3 separate regions of the Sus scrofa genome follow, and all the other regions are linked to region 3. Evidence: chromatin contacts called from public HiChIP or PLAC-seq data. All regions are on one chromosome and are shown on one strand. The core of a region is the stretch at or near the end of the contact, and the rest is flanking DNA. Distances in the headings are between cores, read along the strand shown. Region 1 overlaps TEAD1 (TEA domain transcription factor 1). Region 2 holds the start of TEAD1 (TEA domain transcription factor 1). Region 3 overlaps TEAD1 (TEA domain transcription factor 1).

The links. HiChIP or PLAC-seq counts read pairs in DNA pulled down with a chosen protein or histone mark.
Region 1: a contact with region 3 is called in an H3K27ac HiChIP or PLAC-seq map of skeletal muscle. The contact joins two enhancer-like sites. A contact is called at or near these places in 2 of 47 Hi-C or Micro-C datasets (embryonic fibroblasts and heart right ventricle) and 1 of 2 datasets of contacts at active chromatin or transcription factors (skeletal muscle).
Region 2: a contact with region 3 is called in an H3K27ac HiChIP or PLAC-seq map of skeletal muscle. The contact joins the promoter of TEAD1 here to the enhancer-like site in region 3. A contact is called at or near these places in 1 of 5 promoter capture datasets (fetal skeletal muscle), 8 of 47 Hi-C or Micro-C datasets (brain, embryonic fibroblasts, epiblast stem cells and 4 more) and 1 of 2 datasets of contacts at active chromatin or transcription factors (skeletal muscle).

What each region holds. Positions count from the first base shown.
Region 1 is chr2:46,608,711-46,611,410 of Sscrofa11.1, reverse strand. All of the region lies in intron 1 of TEAD1 (TEA domain transcription factor 1), which reads left to right. Among named protein-coding and RNA genes, the nearest start is that of TEAD1, 60 kb to the left of the region's middle. Within about 2 kb of position 1,435, at least 1 of the 83 cell types and tissues checked has an H3K27ac peak or open chromatin away from gene starts, as enhancers often do. A contact at or near this core is called in skeletal muscle, where this site is marked.
Region 2 is chr2:46,668,836-46,671,535 of Sscrofa11.1, reverse strand. TEAD1 (TEA domain transcription factor 1) reads left to right here and starts at 1,268. Exons shown (of 14, transcript NM_001142669.1): 1 at 1,268-1,414. It overlaps LOC102164222 (a long non-coding RNA gene), which reads right to left and starts at 1,863. Exons shown (of 6, transcript XR_002341571.1): 1 at 1,776-1,863.
Region 3 is chr2:46,465,373-46,468,072 of Sscrofa11.1, reverse strand. All of the region lies in intron 5 of TEAD1 (TEA domain transcription factor 1), which reads left to right. Among named protein-coding and RNA genes, the nearest start is that of RASSF10, 130 kb to the right of the region's middle. Within about 2 kb of position 1,407, at least 26 of the 83 cell types and tissues checked have an H3K27ac peak or open chromatin away from gene starts, as enhancers often do. A contact at or near this core is called in embryonic fibroblasts, omental adipose tissue, retroperitoneal adipose tissue and 1 more, where this site is marked.

The DNA of each region.
Region 1 (2,700 bases), core at 186-2,685, 140 kb before region 3:
GTGATGCTAGGTGGAGAGAGAGGCCTGGGAGAGGAAGTGGCTTGATGATGAGAACACGGGATCTAGAGTGAAGAGGTGTGAGTTGGGTCCCGGGGCACAGCCTGTGGCAGGCCTGCACATCTCTGCAACTCCCTGCCCTTCTCTCTAATGTGGCACTAAGAGCCTTCCAGCTGGGGCTGAGAATGAAGGCAAGAATGCCTATGAGAAGCACACCCCATTATGAGCTGTGGTTCTCCTTGTAATAAAACAGTTTAGGTTGGAGACAAGATACACCATACAGTTGATACTGTTATTTTAAAAGATGAGAAATTTGACCAAATGCAGAGTAAGAGGTTGGTGTGTGGTAAATGCATTCAACCCACGATGAATTACAGACTGGGGGTGGATCTGTGTGAGATGCCATGGATAAAGAAAATTCCATTTCTGTTGCACTTGGCTTGCTCTACTCCAGGAATTCCCTCACTCCTCACTTCGGAGTTTGGATCCAGACTTCCATAGTCTTTGTTCCCTGTTTGATTTTGTCTCCGAAGGCCAACCAGGGCTAACCACTTCTTTATTTCTATTTTATCCTCAAGCATTTAGTATTATAATCCTAAAATTCAACGCTCATTAGATACTTGATGAATGATTTGCCGTTCTGTCAGTATTTACTGAAGACCTGGATGTGTCAGGTTATCTGCTGGTCTCCAGAGATGCTGTGCTGCAGGGAGCCCCTGCCCTTAAGATGCTCACTGTGGGGAAGGAGTCGGTTACCTGGTTAAGGTAGAGAAGACTGCAGGGGGTAGGGAAAGCATTCCTAATTGCTAAATCTTGTGACCTAAAGGATAACTTGATTAAGGATAGCAATGGAGAGAGCTTGGAGACAGTCATAGCTGACTAGAGTATACTTTCTTTCTCTTTTCTCTCTCTCTCTTTTTTTCTTTTCTTTTTTTTTTTTTTTTTTTTTTGACTGAACCTGAGGTGTGCGGAGGGATCCCAGGCCAGGGATCGAATGTATACCACAGCAGCAACCTGAGCCACAACAGTGACAACGCCAGATCCTTAACTGCTAGGCCACCAGGGAACTCCACGGAATATACTTCCTTATAATTGCCTTTTGGAGCATGAAATTCAAGAGCTGAGTTTGTCTGGGATCCTAACAGCCCCTGAGGGTTTCCAGCACTGTGGCAATGTTCAGTATTAATGTTGTGTTTGTGTATTAATTACACTTTTACTGTCAGTGTACTGAACCCAAAGATGGTACAGAACACGTGGAGCAAGCAGATACCCCTCCCCATTGGGAGTGACCTGGACTAATTAGAAGCCTGTCACAGGACCGGGGTGGGGCGGGGGGGGGCAGTTTAGCAGGGCCAAGCTGGGGGTATATGGGGGCAGAAGTAGATGTGACCTGGCATGGAGGTGGCAGGCAGGCAGACAGTCATTTCAGTGGGAGATAGCATCTGATCCTCATCCCTTCGGGCTAGTCTTATAATAGCGGCAGATAAATAAGCTGCCTCTAGTATGTTCCCAGAATATCTCTGTCTGCAAAATGTCTTTGAGGGGATGTTTGACTTGTGAGCATGTGGTTGATAAAATAAATACATTAAAAAAATATATAACCCTCTCTGTGAGAGGTTTTAGTCTCTTCTCTCCCCCGGGAAAAATAAGGCCCTTCTTGAACCCTTTTCTTCCCTCACTGTAGAATTCCTGCCATGCTTTATAAGAAGAAATATTTTTGGAATGTAGCACCTGCAGATTTATAAAGGGGCTCTGCCCAAACCACTGGGCTGTGGCTATTGTGTGGGTGGGTTCTTGGTGCATTGTGAAGAGATATCAGCCTGACACCTGCAAAGCATTTGAGGAGCTGGGCCAGGGTTGGAGAAGCTGGAATTCAGAGGCACTTCAGTTGTTGTTATCTGGCTTTTGTGGGCAGGCAACTGGAATGGGCCCTTCTCCCTAGTGTTAGAGGATCCTTAGCATTCAATTACACCTTGACTAGAACAGGACTTGGTGCCTAGAAAAGTGTCTGGCATGACATAGGAACTTAATATACAGCTGCTGAGTGAGTGAACAGATGAGGCCCTTTTCTGGGCTTTGACAGTCTTGTTGGATGAGTATGCCTCTGGCTCTTGCTTTTCGAGGGTAGTCTGTTGACCAGCAGTAGCAGCCTCACTTTGTTAGCATAGGAATCACTTGGGGATCTTTTTTTTTTCTTTTTCTTTTTTCTTTTTTTTTTTTTAGGGCTGCACCTGTGGCATATGAAGTTCCCAGGCTAGGGGTCGAATCAGAGCTGCAGTTGTTGGCCTGCACCACAGCCACAGCAACACCAAATCTGAGAGCTGTGTCTGTGACCTACACTGCAGCTTGCAGCAGTACCAGATCCTTAACCCACTGAGTGAGGCCAGGGATGGAACCCACATCCTCGTGGATACTAGTCAGATTCTTAACATGCTGAGGCACAATGGGAGCTCCTCACTTAGGGATCTTTTTAAAATGTAGGTTCTGGAGTTCCCGTTGCGGCTTAGCAGTAACGAACCTGACTAGGATCCATGAAGACACGGTTCGATCCCTGGCCTCACTCAGTGGGTTAAGGATCCGGCACTGCTGTGACTGTGGTGTAGGCTGGCAACTGAAGTTCTGGCCCCTAGCCTGGGAATTTCCATAGGCCACACCTGTGGCCTTAAAAAGGCAACCCCCCCCCAAAAAAAAACCCAAAAATCA
Region 2 (2,700 bases), core at 19-2,518, 200 kb before region 3:
GTTACAATTACTCCAAACCTAGTTGCTTTCTGATTTACCCACAGTGTCTACTATGTCACTTTACTGTCACTATCTCCAAAGATACAGTTAAAGTTAGTCTAGGTGTAAGCGAAGTTTACCCACAAAGCAAAAAGAAAAAAAAAAAAAAAGAAAAAGAAAAAAAAGTGACGTGAAGGTGCAGGATGCAGCATTAAAGAGTTAGGGATTTTTACCTGACTCATTGCTTTCGAAAAGCACAATTCGCAGGGATTAGTGAACTTGATTTCTTGAGCGACTTGGAGGAGACCGTGTTAGCGGGGCAGGATTATTACAAACCCAGCAATTATCTTTTCCCCCCCGCTATGCTAAAGGTTTCCCTTCTCAACAGTAGGGCTGACTTCGACTTGAGCGAGAGCCCTGAACTTTTATAAAGTGAAAAAGAGGGAAAGCAATTGCAGGCTGGGAATCCGGCCCCGGGAAGGCGTCCACCGTGCTAGAGAACAACGTAAATTTCCAGAAGAGAAACTTCTCTTCCCCACCCTTGCAGACTTCCGCGAGACCAGGAGCGCTGTAGGCAGCAGCCCAACCTTCCGCGTCCCGGAGGAGGGAAACTGAGGCACTGCAGGAGCTTCGAGCGCAGCTCGGACCTCATCGCCCGCCCCACGGAGGGAACCTAGGTTTCCACAGTTTTCCGCGCAGCGCTGGCACAGCCAAGGCGCCCTCCCCAGTCCGCCCCGCCCAGCTCGGGACAAAGCCCGGAGCCCGCTCCCGGAGGGGGCAGGGCGGCTCCCGCGCGCGCCCGGCTCCCCCGTGGGCGCGAGACTCCGCCCCGCCGCTCCTCCGGGGGGAGCCCGCGCCCCAACGGCTAGGCGGCGGAGCCGGGCCCGCCCCGAATCCCCATGACGTCACCGGCGGCGGCAGGCCCCGCCCCCGGCCCCGGGCGGCAGGCCGCATGACGTCACCGAGGCCCCACCCCTCCGGAGCGAGTTCGGTCCTGGCGTTCATTTCATTCCTGTCCTCATTCCGAACATTCTTAGCATCGCTCGCGCCTTGCCGCGCCGCCCGAGCCGAGCCGAGCCTCTGCAGCCGCCGCCGCGGCCCCGCCGCCCGCCGCGGGCGCCCACCAAGCACTTTGCAGACTCGCTTCCACCCTGCGGGCCAGTCCGCGCGGCGGGGCCCGGGCCCGGGGCGGCCGCGTCCGGGGACAGGCCATGCAGTGAAGCCCCCCACCCCGTCCACCTTTGCCCGGAGCCGCGGGCAGCAGCCCCGTACGCCCAGCCGGCCCCGGGGCAGGAGCAGTGCTAACAGGGGTGGGGTGGCCCAGCCCGGGGACTGGGAGCCGGGGAGGGAGCCGGGCTCCGAGCTGAAAGCGAGGGAAGCAGCGCCGAAGTTTGCCTCGGACTCGCCGGGCGCTGCGGCGGCTCCCTTCGCCGAGGTAAGTTGGCGCGCGGGGCTGATGCTGGGTGCGGGGGGTGCGCCGGGCGTCGGGGCGGGGGGACGGCGGCGTCCGGCTCGGGCCGCTTTTTCTCTCGGGGCTCTGCTTTGTGTGCGGCGGGTGAGCGGGCACGCGGAGGACTGGGGCCGGGCCCCCGCGCCCTCCTCCCCGCGCCCCTTCAAGGTGAGCGGCTCGGCGCCGCGGCGCGAGTTCCCGGGACGCCAAGTTGGGCCGCGCGCTGAGGAACCCGCGCGGCAACAGGCGGCCCCGCCAGCGGCCGGGAGGCGCCGGGGCGGCCGCGCCGCGCCCCCCGCGCCCCCCTCTCGCGCCTGTCCGCCAGCCCGCGCGCACACGCACACACCCTCGGGCAGTTTACACGTTCTTCTGGGAGAAGTCAGAAGTTCGGAGCGAGCGCGGGCGGGGAGAGCCGCCGGCGCCGCCTGGGAGCCCCAAGCCGGCCCGACTCCCCCCACCGCGTCTCCCTGGCCGCCCCAGGCGCCGGGGCCCCCGAGGCCCGCCCGGGGTCTGAGCCGACTTGCGCTGCTGGCGGAGGTTTCGTTCCTTCTCAAAGATGAAAGGAGGCACGGTCGTCTTTGCCGCTTCTCCAGGACTGTTGCTACCGCCGCCGCTGCTTCATTGCACATTCAAGTGGAAAATTTTCAGGAGTCAGCAGAAACATTGTGTCCAAAAAAGACTGAGTCGCAGTTACCACCAAACCCTGGAGGAGACTCTCCTTGGAAAACTTCCCTTTGGTAGGAAATACTGGGGGATTTGTTTGTTTATTGGAAGAGAAATGATTCCCCAGGAGGGGAGAAAATCAGGGTGCACTTCTAGTCTTTGTTCGTAGCAGCAACATTTGTTTTGTTCAGAAGTGCAGAGGCCCGCTTTAAAGAAAGTTCAACTTGTATGAGTTTCCTTTTTTTTCTTTTAAAATGTGTTTTTTAAAAACCGAAGAAGCATTTTAAATGAGTTGAAAACAATGGAGGGCTCACACCTTCCTTATTTTCCTCCTACGAAAATAAATAAAATCCAGATCATTATTTTCTTTTGCTTTTTAATTCTTTCTTTTTAAAGATTTATTTAAAGTTGAATGGTGTCACTGTATAAAAATATTTATGGAACAATGAAATACCAGCCACCAGCATTTCTCAGGAGGCTTGTTAACGTTTCAGAAGCAAGTGGCTGCCTGTGATTTGCAGAAATGAAAATTGACCTCAGTGAGCACTGGAAACTTAGAGACAGATGATGTTCCAGGAGCGGGTAATGTAAAAGGCCGTGTTTTAAAA
Region 3 (2,700 bases), core at 158-2,657:
ACAGTTCCTTTCCTGCCTTCCTACCTCATTATTCTGGGGAAAATGGAGGCCTTTGTTCTTCCCATCAGCTAATACCAGTTGAGTGTTCCAGGCATGGCGATCATCACGGTGGGCAGTTAACAACCAATCCCCTATTCACAGAGCTGGCTGTGGAAATGGGAATGTGAAATATAGGGCACTGTGGGATAAGTGTTCACAGAAAGAGCCAAAATTAAATGTGCGGGGAATCCCGGGGACGAGCTGCTTAGAGACGGTGCTGCAGAGTCTGGGGATGGGAGCCTGGCGTTCGTGCCACACAAAGCCCCCTATGGCTTTTCCCGCGTCAGCTCACTGCAAAGTGAGTTCTGGTCCTCAGATTGTGAGGAATAATACGTAGGAAACCAGGGCTCACCCAAAGCCACCCAGCTTAGGGATGGGTGAAATCAGAATTTGAACTCAGATCTTTCTGCATTCTAAACCAGAGCTCTTTGAGACTGGGTTTCATCTAGTGGAGGCTGCTGTGGTTTTCAGGCAGCAGGTTTCACATCAGAAAACAGTATGGGTAACCTGTCACAAGCCCTCACTCCCCTTGGAACTGGGCATGCAGCCCTTATTTCCCGGCCTTCCCTCAACCCCCACACGTTAGAAGTAGGATGACTCTTTAACATTGAGCCTTTGGTCAAGGTGTGGACTTTTAAACTGCGATCAATGCTGTGATGCCGGTAACTCAGGGGCTGAGGTGGTGCTGGCTGCGGAGTGGCTGCGTTGCCCCTCAGAGGGAGTTAAAAGATAGTCGAGGAGAATACGGTGACTGTCACCTGCCTGCAGAGATGCTGCTGCCTTCACCTTCTGCGGGCATTTGGGTTAAAGATGCTCTCCTGTACCTTCCCACCTAGCCATTACCAGGCTCAGGACCGTCAGCCTTGTAGGAAGGGCAGATCTCGCCGTTCCATCTGCACTTTCTTGTTCAGCTCTGGAGACTGACATCCATGGGAGGCGGGGATGAGCATGCTCGCTGGATTCCTTGTGGGGTCAGGCTGATAGCCTTGGACTTCTTGGCCTCCTACACTGGCTAAGGAGATAAACTCACTACAGAAAGTTGACGTCATCTCAGCAGACCACAGAGAGAACTTCTGGGCAAGGGGTGGGGGTGGCAGGAAGTGTCTGCACTCACAAGAAGTGCTGTGCTTTGTCTGAGAGGATGTAGTAAGGCTTCCTGGAGGAGGTGGCTACTGACTGGCCTTCTCAGGGATCGTCCTTGCCATGCCTGCCCCAGCTGGGCTACTCACCACTGCTCCACATGCTCAGAAGTCAAAGGATTTCTGTTCTCTAGGGTGGACAAAGGCCTGTGGCCCTCCTCTGAAGACTGAAGCCAAGCTTTATTTCCTTGTCCTCCCTCTGAGTTTGAAAGAGTGAATTGCTCACACCTGGGGCCAGTGCCAGGTGTGGGGCCTGTGGGGCCCTCTTGGCTCTGAGCCTCTGAGCCTCTCTTCACTTCCTGGGGATTCACTTCTAGTAGAATTCTTTAGGCTAGTGGTTTTTCAGCCTTTTTTTTTAAGCATTGAGACTCATATTTCAGATTGAAATCTTATTTGAAAATGTCAATACATAAAAGAGGAAAAGCTGTTTTAATTAAAGCTTAGACTCTCTCATCCTTAGCAGTGGCCTCTTTGGCTGGTTATGTTGTATAAGGTTTGGAAACCCACACTGCTTTAGGCAGAAGGAAGAGGAAACGATCGCCTCTCAGCCCCCCCACCCCCCGAGCCTTTATAGGCCAGGTCAGGGGTCCCTTTAAAAGCCCATGTTTTCTACGTTCCATAGCCTATTCTGCCTAATGTTTCTGAAGTAAACAGACTCCAAAGAGAGTGGTTATTCTCCTGTCACGGTAACAGATGAGTCATCCTAGCTGCAGAAGTCATGCTCCTGAAATTCTGTTAGGATAAGTTTCAAAGGTCAGCTTTATACTTCTGCTAAGTGCAGTGTTTCTTACAGTGCTTGTGTGTGAGCCAAGTCACCTCCGAATGTGTAGACTTTAATTTTTGTTAAAAAAAATTATTTTTAGTAAGAACTTATGATTTCTATGTAGATTTGAACTTTAAAAGTGCAGAAATGATTCCTGAATTCAGTAACTTTCCATTGAGAATCCGTGTGTTCTAGATCCTTTAGTAGATGTTGGGCATATACATTTGAATAAGTAGAGTCTCTGTTCCTGAGGATCACTCCTTCTTTCTGTTGTTTTTGGCTACATTTTGTAGAAAATACAAGATTTTCAGTACATTGTCCCCACATAGGACATAGGAGGCTCTGTTTAAATTTTTTTTTTTTTTTTTTTGCTTTTTAGGGCTACGCTTTGAGGCATATGGAAGTTTCCAGGCTAGGGGGTCTAATCAGAGCTGCAGCTGCTGGCCTGCACCACAGTCACAGCAACGCAGGATCCGAGCCACATCTGCGACTACACCGCAGCTCACAGCAATACCAGATCCTTAATCCAATGAGTGGGACCAGGCATCAAACCTGCATCCTCATGGATTCTAGACAGGTTCACAACCCGCTGAGCCACAATGGGAACTCCCGGGGCTCTGTTTAACAGAATAGTGCAAAGACCACACAGTGAAAAGAATGATTAATTTTGAGTGCGGGAGAATTAAAGAAAGCCCCGTGGAGGAGGTGCCTTAGAGCTCAGCATAGAGAAGGTAGAGAATTTCCACAGAGAAGGAACCT